Regions from separate parts of the Mus musculus genome. Here all the other regions are linked to region 3. Evidence: chromatin contacts called from public HiChIP or PLAC-seq and promoter capture Hi-C data. All regions are on one chromosome and are shown on one strand. The core of a region is the stretch at or near the end of the contact, and the rest is flanking DNA. Distances in the headings are between cores, read along the strand shown. Region 1 holds the start of Itpkb (inositol 1,4,5-trisphosphate 3-kinase B). Region 2 holds the start of Mixl1 (Mix1 homeobox-like 1 (Xenopus laevis)). Region 3 overlaps Gm31986 (a long non-coding RNA gene).

The links. Promoter capture Hi-C pulls out the DNA fragments that hold promoters and counts their contacts. HiChIP or PLAC-seq counts read pairs in DNA pulled down with a chosen protein or histone mark.
Region 1: a promoter capture Hi-C map of pre-B cells shows a contact between it and region 3, with 2.3 times the contacts expected there. The contact joins the promoter of Itpkb here to the enhancer-like site in region 3. A contact is called at or near these places in 5 of 39 promoter capture datasets (the C10 cell line, embryonic stem cells, liver and 1 more), 2 of 484 Hi-C or Micro-C datasets (both in embryonic stem cells), 1 of 115 datasets of contacts at active chromatin or transcription factors (microglia) and 2 of 9 other capture datasets (adipose tissue and liver).
Region 2: an H3K27ac HiChIP or PLAC-seq map of the HPC-7 cell line shows a contact between it and region 3, with 5 times the contacts expected there. The contact joins the promoter of Mixl1 here to the enhancer-like site in region 3. A contact is called at or near these places in 2 of 39 promoter capture datasets (embryonic stem cells and hematopoietic stem and progenitor cells), 2 of 115 datasets of contacts at active chromatin or transcription factors (the HPC-7 cell line and embryonic stem cells) and 2 of 9 other capture datasets (adipose tissue and pancreatic islet).

Annotation. Positions count from the first base shown.
Region 1 is chr1:180,328,717-180,332,708 of GRCm38.p6, forward strand. It overlaps Itpkb (inositol 1,4,5-trisphosphate 3-kinase B), which reads left to right and starts at 1,760. Exons shown (of 8, transcript NM_001081175.1): 1 at 1,760-2,063; 2 at 3,396-3,992. The coding sequence starts at 3,595. It also overlaps the pseudogene Gm5069.
Region 2 is chr1:180,694,966-180,699,342 of GRCm38.p6, forward strand. It overlaps Mixl1 (Mix1 homeobox-like 1 (Xenopus laevis)), which reads right to left and starts at 2,069. Exons shown (of 2, transcript NM_013729.3): 1 at 1,655-2,069. The coding sequence starts at 2,047.
Region 3 is chr1:180,546,198-180,550,146 of GRCm38.p6, forward strand. All of the region lies in intron 3 of Gm31986 (a long non-coding RNA gene), which reads right to left. Among named protein-coding and RNA genes, the nearest start is that of Parp1, 21 kb to the right of the region's middle. Within about 2 kb of position 2,629, at least 89 of the 459 cell types and tissues checked have an H3K27ac peak or open chromatin away from gene starts, as enhancers often do. A contact at or near this core is called in the HPC-7 cell line, pancreatic islet and pre-B cells, where this site is marked.

The DNA.
Region 1 (3,992 bases), core at 510-3,009, 220 kb before region 3:
TTTACGTTGTGGGAGCCAGCTAGATTCTATGGTAGGATATAAAGCCTGCTGTGCTGACTTCCAATCTGGGGACTTAAACCCTGCCAAACCCTCTCAGTGTCATGGTTAGGACTATCGTCTTGTCTCCCTTACATCCAAGCCAGAAGTTCCATCTCCATGTCCTGTCTGACAGCAGCTGACTGGCCAAGGATTACTCAGAGACTAAGGGCATGTTCCAGCAGCCTTCATTTCTCACTAGGGAAGGTTGACTGACTCACCTACAAGAGACAATAGCAACTAGGAACAGCTTCTCAGGGGCCGGCAAGGTAGAGATTTGTGGGAGCTTTGCTAGGCTCTTCAGTTGCTTCTACTGAGGCATTTATCACCTCTCAGATTAGACTTCATAGCTTGAGTAACTCCTCTTCTTGCCACTAGGGACCAAAGGAGGGAGTCTAGATAGAGGTGGCTTCTTTGTCTCACGGTAATACTAGAACACACACAGGACAGGCATCTTTATTCAGCCCCATTGAGGGTGAGAGGGAAACCAGATTCAAGCCTTCCAGGGTATGTTAAAAAAAATAAAAAATAAAACAAAAACAAAACAAAACAAAACCAGAAAGGACTTGTCCGATTCCAGGAATTCTTGGCTGGAAGGGCTCTTGGTTTCAAATTTGCTTGAGTCTTTTCCTGACCAAGCTGCAGGTTGCTTTGCTCACTTCAACGGTATTGTTACATAAACAAGTAAGCTGTCTGCTTGCTACAGGCGGTCAGGTTTTCCATCCGAGGTTTGGCTAATCAGGATATATGGGCGGATACAAGCTTAGGATTCTTAAATCTCCTAAACCTCGCAGCTGTGTTCCCTGTTTCCACTAAACGCTAGAGTTTAAGATTTAGGGAATTATGCAAAACAGGCTTGCAGTGCCGGGTGGGGCTTAAGTGTGTGTGTATGGGGGCAGGGAGTGTCCCCCGCCCTCCAGTGTTGCCTGGTGCCCCCCCCCCTTTATTTGAGGGTAGAGTAGAACCCTTGAAAACGCAGGAGTAAATTCACAGGAGACTGAGCAAGTGGTTGAAGACATTGATCGGGCCTCAGCCCCAGGACTATGCTTTTTCTTAAAATAACTTTTTGAGAGTTGAGTGCAAAAATACGCGAACAGCACAGCCTCTGTGTGCGTTTATAGATAACTGCTTAATGCAGAGCTCCTTCACACATCTAGCCTACAAGACACTCAGCAGCTCACAGTCCAACCAGTCTTCCAAAATTCTACCATGGTGCATTAAAACCTAAAACTGTGCAAGGAAATGCCCTGCAATATATGCAATATACCTTGTAAAAAGTTGCCTATTGTAGTACAAGTACACCCTCTGCTTAGGCAGAATATTACCCCTCTTTCGATGCTAGAAAAATCCCCCCCCCAGCAGCTTTGTTTAGCACACTCAAAATTTTATTAAAAACAGTTTTCAAACGTAGCTTCATAAAACTAGACACCAGCAAACCTTGGTCGAGGGATGGAAAATAAATCGTATATCTTTAACCCGCAGAAGTTAAAGTCTTTTTTTTTTTTTTTTTTTTTTTTGTTAGCTAACAATGGAAACTTTTTTTTTAAGTGTTTCCCTCCCTCGGTTTGCCAAGCAATAGAAAAAAAAAAAAAAAAGAAGAAAAGAAAAACTTGTTCCGCTGAGTTCAACCCCAGACAGGCTCACAACTTCCTTCCTGCTTTCCTCCCCCAAGCCCCCGCCTCTCTGCCTCCTCCCTCAACCCCCAACTTTTTTTTTTTTTTTTAAATCTTACATTGAACAAACACTGAAGTAGCAGGGAGCAGACGCTGACAGCGGTAGTGTCTCCAACCAAGCACAGAGCAACGCAGGGTCGGCCTGGCGGTGTCCCCTCCGGGATCGCCTAGTCCCTGCGCCGGTACATTCAGCTTCGTTGCACCCCACTTTTTCCGTCTTCCATAAGTTGTTGCGGAAACCCTTTGGGAGCTTTTTTATTTTTTTAAAAAAACTTTAAGCCACTTGGTCTGTACGAGCCCGGAGTCCCCGGGGCATGTCGCCTGCACGGGACCTGGAAGTCTGAGCAATTGCAGGTAAGCGTGGCGGCTCCTTCCTGGCCCTCGTCTCTGAACCCTCTTTCCGCTCCATCTGTGCTGGGGTTCCTCTGGGTGTTCCGGGGTCCGAGCACAGCACGGAGGTGAGGGCTAGAACGACGGAGAAGGGAGGCTGATTTGGGACGGTAGCGTGGCGTGGCCTTGGGGGCAGAGGAGGCGATTCGACTTTCCCATCGCCTTCCGGGCCGCTGCGCCGCCACCACCTCCCCGGCGCGCTGCGGGCGTCTGGGGCTCGGCTTGCCCGGCGGCTCCCCTGGCGCCAGGCGAGGCTGCCCGGGATGCGCGAGGCCCTGCCCTCGGCCGGCCGCGCTGCTCCGGGGCTTAGCTTGCGGGACCCCGAAGGGCTGCAAATTCTCAGGCCTGCACAATTAGAAGGCCTCCGGGCTGCAACTGTGCAAGCAAGCCCAGAGTTCCTCCGAGGGGTGTGGGTCCCGGAGGGGGCAGCTGGGTCCTCGCTAACAGGATGCGCGCAGGGCTGAGTAGCTGCGGACATGCATCCCCTCTCCCAAACACACACACACACACACACACACACACACACACACACACACTCGCTGCAGGGTCTGAGGGGACAGTAGGGAGCCACCAGGATTGATTCCAGTGCTGGATACTGCAGAGTTTGCTCCCTGGCGCGCACGCGTGCCCACATTCACAAAACACACTTGTTTGGAGACAGACAGACATCAAGGCTAGTGCTGAAAAGTGCCTGGACTGCCCCACCCCCACCCACCCCCGCGCTCTTCCCGGCCTTTCATAGGCCGAGAGGCATAGCCCCAGACCAGGATCAGAAAGAAAACGGTGGGCACACAAGTCCCCTTCCAGGTCTCGGCTCCAGCAGCGGTTTGGGGAAGGCAGGTCCGGGTCAGGTTCCCTGTGACTTGGCCTCTGATGTCCTGAGAGGGTGGAGCAGGGTTGCCTGTCATCCTCGATAGCCGGTGTTTGCTCTGGCCAAGGAAACCTGGCCAGTCTCGAGGAGGGAACCAGCGAGTTGCACCTCCTCCCTCGGCCATCCGCGTGGCTACCGAGACTAATTTCAGAATTTGGGATTCTAGGTGTTCTTGGAGTGTATCACAAGCTGGGGGAGGTGGACCACCGCCGGAAAATACCAATAGAGGCCATATCGAGGCGGCCCGGCTTGCCTCCTCACTGAGCATCACAACTCCTGTAGGCTAGACATCCAGGGGCACCCCGTCCCCAGCAGATTGGGGTCCCGGGGCTCCCTTTGCTCTCTGCTTTCTGCGGGTGGGCTCTCTCCACCCCACCCCCTTGATGCCTTCGGGAATTCTGACTTTTCTCCTTGTGTCTCCACAGCCGCGAAATCGTTTATGGAGCTTGGGGCGGGGGCCGAGCCCGCGATTTTGCCCTGTGCCCGCCGCCTAGGCCATGCTGCTCCATCAGCGCGCAGAGCTACGGCCGCCGGGCCTCCGGGACTAAGCCGAGAGCCGCGGGAGGAGGAGGCGCCGGCGGTGGAGCGGGACGGAGAGCCGCGGCGGCGGGCGGACCCTGTACTATGGCTGTGTACTGCTATGCCCTCAATAGCCTGGTGATCATGAACAGCACCAACGAGCTCAAGAGTGGCGGCCCCCGGCCCAGCGGCAGCGAGACGCCCCAGCCCTCCGGGAGGGCCGCGCTGAGTCCCGGCAGCGTCTTCAGCCCTGGGAGAGGCGCTTCCTTTCTCTTCCCCCCAGCAGAGTCGCTGTCCCTGGAGGAGCCCGGGAGTCCTGGGGGCTGGCGCAGCGGCCGGCGCAGGCTGAATAGTAGCAGCGGTAGCGGAGGTGGCAGCAGCAGCAGCAACAGCAGCAGCAGCAGTGGCGTGGGCAGTCCCAGTTGGGCTGGCCGCCTGCGAGGGGACGCGCAGCAGGTGGTGGCGGCCCGCATCCTCTCCCCACCTGGGCCAGAGGAGGCCCA
Region 2 (4,377 bases), core at 819-3,318, 150 kb after region 3:
GGGGTTTTTATTGTTAGTTTGTTTGGGGGTTTGCTTGAGATAGCTTCTCTAGCCAGTGCTGACCTCAACCTCGGGTTGTAGCCAAGGAGAACCTTGACCTTGAATTTATGATTCTCCTTCCTCCACTCCAGAGCTGGGGTTACAGGCTGCACCACCACGAGTGGTTTGCGTGGTACCTGAGGATGGAACCCAGGGTTTCGTGCATGCTAGGCAAGCACTCTACCGATAAAACTGCATATTAGCCTTGACTCTCTGCTCAAAGTCTGGGGCTTACAGAAAGCACTTGAACCAATGGTTTGATGTTCAGAGCTCCAAACCTTCTCAGTCATCATTCTCAGATGCAAAGCTGGAATGCTGTCTGGTTCTGTCTACACTTGCTATACTTGGTTGTTTGTCTGCTTTTCATTTTACACATTAAAAAAAAAAAGAAAGAAAGAAAGCCGGGCGTGGTGGCGCACGCCTTTAATCCCAGCACTCGGGAGGCAGAGGCAGGCGGATTTCTGAGTTCGAGGCCAGCCTGGTCTACAAAGTGAGTTCCAGGACAGCCAGGGCTATACAGAGAAACCCTGTCTCGAAAAACCAAAAAAAAAAAAAAAAAAAAAAAGACGGTCTCAGCCTGGTGGTGGTAGCATACCCCTTCAATCCCAGTAGGTATTTTTCCTCCGTGAAGCTCGTTTCTGTGTGTAAATGTCTTTACTATTTCCCCACAAACGTGTTCTGCATAGGAAGCCCAGGGTGACAACTGCTGAAAGTGACAGTTGAAGCCAGGAGATAGTGGCACACCCCCTTAATCCTAGACAAAGGAGGCACATCTTTGATTTCAAGGCCAGCCTGGTCTCCAGAGCAAATTCCCGGACAGCCAGGGCTACCCAGAGAAACCCTGACTGGAGGGGGTAAAAAAGTGACAGTTGAGTAGTCACCCTAAGTCCAGGAAAAAAATAAACACTAAATGTCCACCCTCCTGAGGCAAGCGTCTAAACTGGGTGTTGGGGAACCTACCTGTAATCCAAGCACCCAGGAAGCTGAGGCAGAAGGATTGTGAATTGAAGTCCAGCTTGGACTACGCAGCATGAACTTGTCTCAGTCACACACACACACACACACACACACACACACACACACACACACACACACAGAGAGAGAGAGAGAGAGAGAGAGAGAGAGAGAGAGAGAGAGAGAGCAAGAGAGAGAGAGAGAGGCTTCTCCCTATCATCTCCAAAACTCTGATCTAAATGATCGACCTCAGACAATAAACTCACTTTGCAATATTTTTTCAAAGTGACAAGAAGTTCTTGCTTGTTTTGAAGGTGATCCAACCCTGCTCTGCTACTTAGAATCAAAGCCAGAGGAAGGCTTGTCTCTCTCTCTCTGTCTCTCTGTCTGTCTCTCTGTCTCTGTCTCTCTCTCTCTCCTTACTGGACGCTGGGAAAGAGTGCAATGACTACCTTCCTGCTGGGACCTTTCAATGGGTCCGCAAGCCCCTTAGCTGCCCAGATCAATCACATGGTAACGCGGCCTTAACTGACATCCCAGTTTGCAGTCTAGAACCATGAGGTTCAAAGAGAGTAACTTTTCCCCCACAGAATAAATGGCCCAACAAGCCTGTGACTTCCCAGCACCTCCACTGGAACGCGCAGCTGCGACCGCGACTCACCTGGATCCTGGACTCGGGTAGCAGCGTGAGCGCAGCCAGGCGCTCCCGCAAGTGGATGTCTGGGTACATGGTCTGTCGGAAGACGAGCTCCAGCAACTGCAGCTGCTCCGAGCTGAACGACGTGCGCTTGCGGCGCTGTGGCGCCGACGGGGCGGCCGAGCCTTTGGAGGGTCCGGGCGGATCCAGGCCGGCGGGGGTCTGCGCTGTGGGACTGGAGTCGCGGTTTGGAAAGCACTGCGTGGCTGCTGGGGCGCGAGAGTCGTGGGGCGCCGCGGGCAGCCCAGAGGCTGGGCGCATGGCTGGGAGCAGCTGCCCTCCGGGATGCGCGGCGGGGAAGATGGGGAAAGCGGCGCCTTCTGCGAACTGGAGCTGCTGGGACCCTGCTGCGGCCATGACTCCCGGACGCTTCCCTGTACCCCCGCGCGCCTGCAGTTATAGCGGCCCGGAGCCGGGGAGGGGGCGGCGGCGCCATCAAAGGCGTGGGTGCAGGGAAGCCGCGTCTCGTCTCCTCGGGGTGCGAGCCCGCCCCAGCCCCGCCAGACGCCGCGGGAATAATCGCTTCCGCTGACCCGGGGACGGAATGAGGGAGGCGCGAACTTGAGTCCGGGCCGCTCCGTCCCTTCTCCGCCCATCCGCCAGCCAGTCCAACCACCAATCCACATACCTCGAACCGCTTTGCCCCGGTGGGGTCGCCCCAAGTGCAGGCCGGACTTGGACAGAACCCCCTCTTCTGGGCCAGAAGACCTCTCAAGAGCGCCTGAATCTCTTGGGGGCTTGGTTCGTAGGTCCCCCGCGCTGTGCCTGGCCCGCTGTCCGCCTGTCACCATCAAAGGCGCTATTTACCACCCCTGCTATGTGCTAGACCTTACTCCAGGTTGGTTAAACAGCCTAGCCCTGCCCTCGGCAAACCACCCTGACACATCCTGAATCCAAGGGGGGGTGAAGATAAAGAGATCTCAAAGGGGACAGGCACACATCCTGAACAGTGACGCTGCTCCTGCCTAGAGTATCTGTGACCTGTCAACAAGAATGCTGTAAATTGGACGGGCTGAAGTTGTACGGGGTTAGCGCTCCTAAAGAATCCCAACAGTGCTCAGAACCCGAGAAGTTTCTGCTCCCTCTGATGCCACTCCTTGAAGTTTCTGCTCCCTCTGATGCCATTACTATTTCCTTTGTCCCCTGGGGTTCATTTGAGGTTCCTGGTTTGTTTTATGCGGATTTGTAGTTTAGTTGTGACTTCTATATCTGCTTCCCCTAGTGCACACATGCATTCATTTATTCATATAAGTCTCTCCCCACCTCCTTACCCTCTGGTCCTGAGAATAGGACCCAGTGACTGGAAAATCCTAAGCAAGACCCTCAGGGAACATCTGTTGAGACAGAAGCCAAGTTGCTTCATAGAGAAATCAGAGGCATGCAGCACTATAGCAGAAGGGTGCAGAGGCAGGCAGGGCAAGGAGCACGGCTTGCAAGGCCTCAAAGGGGCTCCCTGCAGAGGAAGGGGTATTCCACAGCCCAGCCCAGGACCTGTTCCTGCAACGTCTTCAATGCTAATGGGAAGTATCATAGGAGAAAGTATATGTGCTGGCCATGAGTGCATCCTGTCTACTAATACGCATGTGAGCCCCCAAAGAAGCCAAAAGAGGGAAGTGGGTTGTAAGCTGCCTGACACAGTGCTGGGAAGTAATGGGTTGTAAGCCACCTGATACAGTGCTGAGAACTGACCCTCTGGAAGAGCAGCAAGTGGCCATATCTTTACTATGGGCAATTATCCCAAGTGTCAAAGCACAGAGTGATCGGCAAGTTCTAGGCTTGACCTGTCCACCAGCTGGGGAGTCGTGGGAAGTGTCCTGGCCTCCTGCTTTATGCGGATGCTAAGACTCCCCAGGCCTGCTTTTCCATCTGATCCCTTCCCCTCAAACACACACACACACACACACACACACACACACACACACACACACACCTCCAACCCCTCTCCCTTTCTTTCTTCTTCTATTTCTTTGACAGTTTTTCAGTTTCACAGTGTATGGAATGGAAAAATCAGAATTTGATTTTTCTATGCTTTTATTTTTCTACTCCTACCCCGTACATATATCAGGGTCTCGTGTATACCAGGCTAGCCTCACACTCTCTATGTAGCCAAGGATGGACTTCCAGGATGCAAAGCTCTCTTTACAGACATTCCACACAATGCCTGATTTTATGCAATGCTGGGGCTCAAACAAGGCCTTGTAAATGCTGGACAAGCACTGGAAGGGCTATGCTACATCTTCTGCCATTTGTTCATCAATTCAGAGACTGGGTCTCACGAGATAGCCCAGGCTGGCCTTGAACTTGAGATCTACCTGTCTCAGCCTCTTGAACATGAAAGTTCACACCTACTTTTATTCTTCTCTTTTTTTCTGTGATGCTGAGGCTCAAACCCAGGGCTTTATCTCTGAATTATACACCCAACCTGTCACTCAGTTTTATAATCCATTATTAAAAATGAATTATTTGAAAACAAAATAAAATGTTATGGCTGTGCTTATGTATGTTCTTATATAGTAGGTGTGTGTGTGTGTGTGTGTGTGTGTGTGTGTGTGTGTGTGGTGGATGTGTGATGTGTGGTGTGTGTTCCCATTTTACTCTCCAAGAAATACACTACAATCCAGATCAAAGCCCAAAGACCTGGACAGGTGCTGTGCCAAGCGGATCTCCAGATATGACTCTGTGGGAAC
Region 3 (3,949 bases), core at 1,379-3,878:
TTAATATTAAGAAATTCCACAACTATAAGCTTCATGTAGGGCCCATCAAATTAAAGGTCAACATGAACTGTTATGCCTAAAATACTTGAGTCAGGCAGCACTCGTTCCAGCACCTGGGTATGAGCTCATTGTGGTTTTGTGGTTTTAACCTTTATAAACTGACATAGAAAAAATGTTTAGAGTCATAGCCTCAGCCCCCGAGATCTGAGCTACAGCCCTAATAGATCAATCTTAGGGTGTGCATTCAATACACCATCTGCTGGTGTTGTATGGACTCCACCCCGACAGATACCTGGCAACAGCCAGGTATGCCCCACCCCACTGTTACTTGGCAACAGCCAGGTAGGCCTGGCCTATAAAAGGGGCTGCTTGTCCCCTCCTCTCTTACTCCTGCTTCTCTCCCTTGCCTCTTGTCCCCTTGCTCCCCCTCTCTCCACATTCCCTTCCCCCCTCTCTCCACATGGCCGCCTCCCCCTGCCTTTCTCCACCTCTGCTACCCTCTTAACTCCCCTCCCCATGCCCTGAATAAACTCTATTCTATACTATACCAGTGTGGGTCTGGTCTCTCAGGGGGAAGAAATGCCTTGGTATGGGCCCACTGAGGCACCCCATCCCCCCACACCTCGCCAGAACATATCGTAATAGCCCTTTCTCTTTTTATGATCACAACACTGTCCCTGTCTGAATGAGATCGGTGTTCATGTGGTTTGTGGGGTGACTCTTAGACCATTCTCACTAGCCAATTTGCTTGAGAGAATCTCATCCTAAGTTTCTGAGGTTGGAGTTACAGGCAGCTGTCCCACCCACTCAACATTTGCATGCGGTCTGGGAGTCTGAACTCCAAGCTTCACATTCACACAGCACTTTGGTTGCTGAGCCATCTCCCCAGGACCCAACACTCCACTGCTATCTGGCTAATATCACACATACCCAGTTGGCACAAACAGTGGGCATACTGGACCTTCCTTGCTAGGTGTCTTCTGTCCTACCCCTCCTCAGAGGTGGTCCTCATCAGATTGGACTGTATTGTTATCTGCCTCATCCCTTCAACCAACTCCCTGACAATAGCTACATAAAAAGGAGAGTCTTCAGGGCGTGGCGGCAAACGCCTTTAATCCCAGAATTTAAGAGGGAGAAGCAGGTAGCTCTCTGGATTTGAGGTCTGGCTGGCCTATATAGTGAGTTCCAGATCAGCCAGGGCTATATGGTGAGACCTCCTCTGAAGTGAGAGGGGTTACTTTCACTGAATTCTAAGGGATGAAGTCCATCTTGGCAGGGAAGGTTTAGTCCCAGGTGCCGAAGCAGCTGGTTACTTTGTGTCCACAGTCAGGAAGCAGAGAAGGGCCTGCTTTCTCCCTTCATTTCAGCCTGGCTGTTAATTAACCTGATCTAGAAACTCCCTCATACGGGTGCCCAGAGATTTGTCTCCGGGGTGATTCTAGATCCTATCGATTGACAATCCATAGTAACCATCACTAGGACCCTTTGTCAGATGCCCCCTACTGTGCGCCCTTTATTCCTCCTCTTCCTCCTCAGTCTGCCTCAGCGACTTTTTTTCATAAATATCATCTTGTGATCCAGCCACTTCTTCCCTTCTCCGGATCCCTCCCTGGCCCCTCTCTAGGGGCTGAGTGTCTTTCTACCCCTGTTCCCTGTCTTGGCTGAATGATTGAGTGTTTTAATTTGTTTCCCAGGCGCAGTCTCTATGGCTCTGCTCTCTGTAATTCACACGGCAGCAGTCTGCTGGGACGTGTATAAAGTCAGTACTGAGAGGGCTCAGAGACGTGAGACACCAAAGAGCGGAGGGACAGGGAGAAGCGCAGGAGCCCCGCCCGAAAGAAAGGCTGGTGCGGGCCGGCTTGGAGCAGATCAAAGCAAGCAGAATGCTGGCTGCAGCGGGAGGTGGGGGGGGGGGGGGGGGCAGGAAGTTCTGTTACAGACAGGGCTGCAACTATCATCAGAGAAGCTGGAGAAATGAGGCTGCCTCTGACCCCTGCATTCTGGCCAATTACATAAAGCCCGGTACTTCTAAACAGCTCCCCTGATGGTTCTAGAGCTCACTCAGGACTACAAACAACAGGTTCAGCGGCAGACCTACAGGGAGAGGGAGAGAAAGGACTGTGAGGTGACCACATCTCCCTTCAAGCCCACACAAATATCCGGACACTGTGGTGGAAGCCCTGGGTAAGGGGGCTTGGTCCTAAAGAAGAGTCTTCGTGCAAAACTAGAATTCTGGGGTGGGTGTGGGCTGCTGCTTAGATGTCCCACAGAGGACCCAGAGTGAGGGACACCTCCACAGGCTGGTGTCTTTACCACTTGCTTTCCCAGTGTCACCTCCATGATCCTAGCTCTTCAAGTCCTCCCTGATCACAAAGACCCTGCAAGAATAGCAGCTCCTAGTCATTTCACAGGCAAAAGCAGAGTGCCTACTGTGTTCTCTCAGAAGAGGAGATGGAGACCTACAGGGTGCCAAGCTCTCACTGCGCACAGAGGGTGAGCCTGGAGTCGGTCTCTTTATATGGCGCATAGGAAACTAAAAGCCTGCTACTGCTGTTAATCAGCCCTGGGTCTACCAAAGAGCTCGGAGGTAATCCGCAGGAAGGTGGCCTCTGAGCTGAGGCTTCCTGGAGCTCTCGGAGTCTTTCACCGCCCTTCATCTCTCTGAGTGTCCCTTGAGCATACCTCAGCCTCTCTCTACAGGGAACTAGGCACCACTGCAAATTGCAATGAGGTTCTCAGCTGGAAGAGTATCTTATACCCCAGGCAAGCCAGAGCCTAGGGCAATGACCTGTAAACAGATTCCCTCACGGAGTGGTTGTTGAACTGGATAAAATACAATGGTGCTTTTGTGCTTTTTGTTGGGGGAAGAAACAGAAGGAACAAAAAGTCTTGCCCAGGGCCCTCCACCTGCCATTGTGGCCTGGGTTCCACAAACTCGGGAGCTCCCTGTTAGCATTTTGTCTAAGCTCCGCCCCACAGTTACCTGGCAACAGCCAGGTGTGCCTGACTCAAGGTAAAAGGGGCTGCATGTCCCCCATCTTGATCTTGCCTTCCTGCTCCCACTTTCTCCCCCTTCCCCCTGCCGCCAGTGCTCATGGCCAGCCTCTACTCCTCTACTTCTCTCTCTCTCCCTCCCCCTTTCTCTGCCTCTACCACCCTCTTAACTCCCCTCCCTATACCCTCAATAAACTCTATTCTATACTACACTGTGGTCGTGTGGCTGGTCCCTCAGGGAGAAGGGATACCTTAGCATGGCACCCCCTCCCCCACACCTGACTACACATCCACAAAACATTCCTCCTCTCTGTCTTTTTATAAACACATCACTCCTAGACACTGATAGACAGAACACAGAGAGCTGAGATGCCACACCTCTGGCCACTAGGAGCTCTGGTGCAAGTGACCGGGTGTTGAGAAGACTGAGGACTGCTGTGGTGCACAGCCATGAGCCCAGGAATTTGTGTGAGGTGAGCAAAACAGCTGCCAACCTTGCGAGGACAGCTAGGGGCCGGAATGGCTTGGATATCCTGGCAGACAGACAGGGGTCTGTGCATGGGGACCAGCACCATGGATGTACACACACAGATGTACATCCCTGAGGGATGATGGATGCAGAGTGAATGAAGGAGGCTGGAGAGGAGGCACACTTCAATCCTGCAGCCATATGTCACGATTTCACTGTGTTGGGAACATAGATGAATACATTTGTGTCTTCCCACAGTGTCATAATAAACTCACCAGCTATGGAAGTGTTGTTGGCAGCAATTTGCCAAGTAGCTCTCTCTCCTTGCTATGCAGCCAAGGGAAGGACAGGTTCTTTTGTTCCCATCGTAACTAATATAAACCCTCAGAACACACATGACACATCAGACAGTCAACAGACGGACAGACGTGTAGGTTAAAGAATGGCTACAATGAGTTGACAGAGTTTCAGAGAGGCCAAACTTAG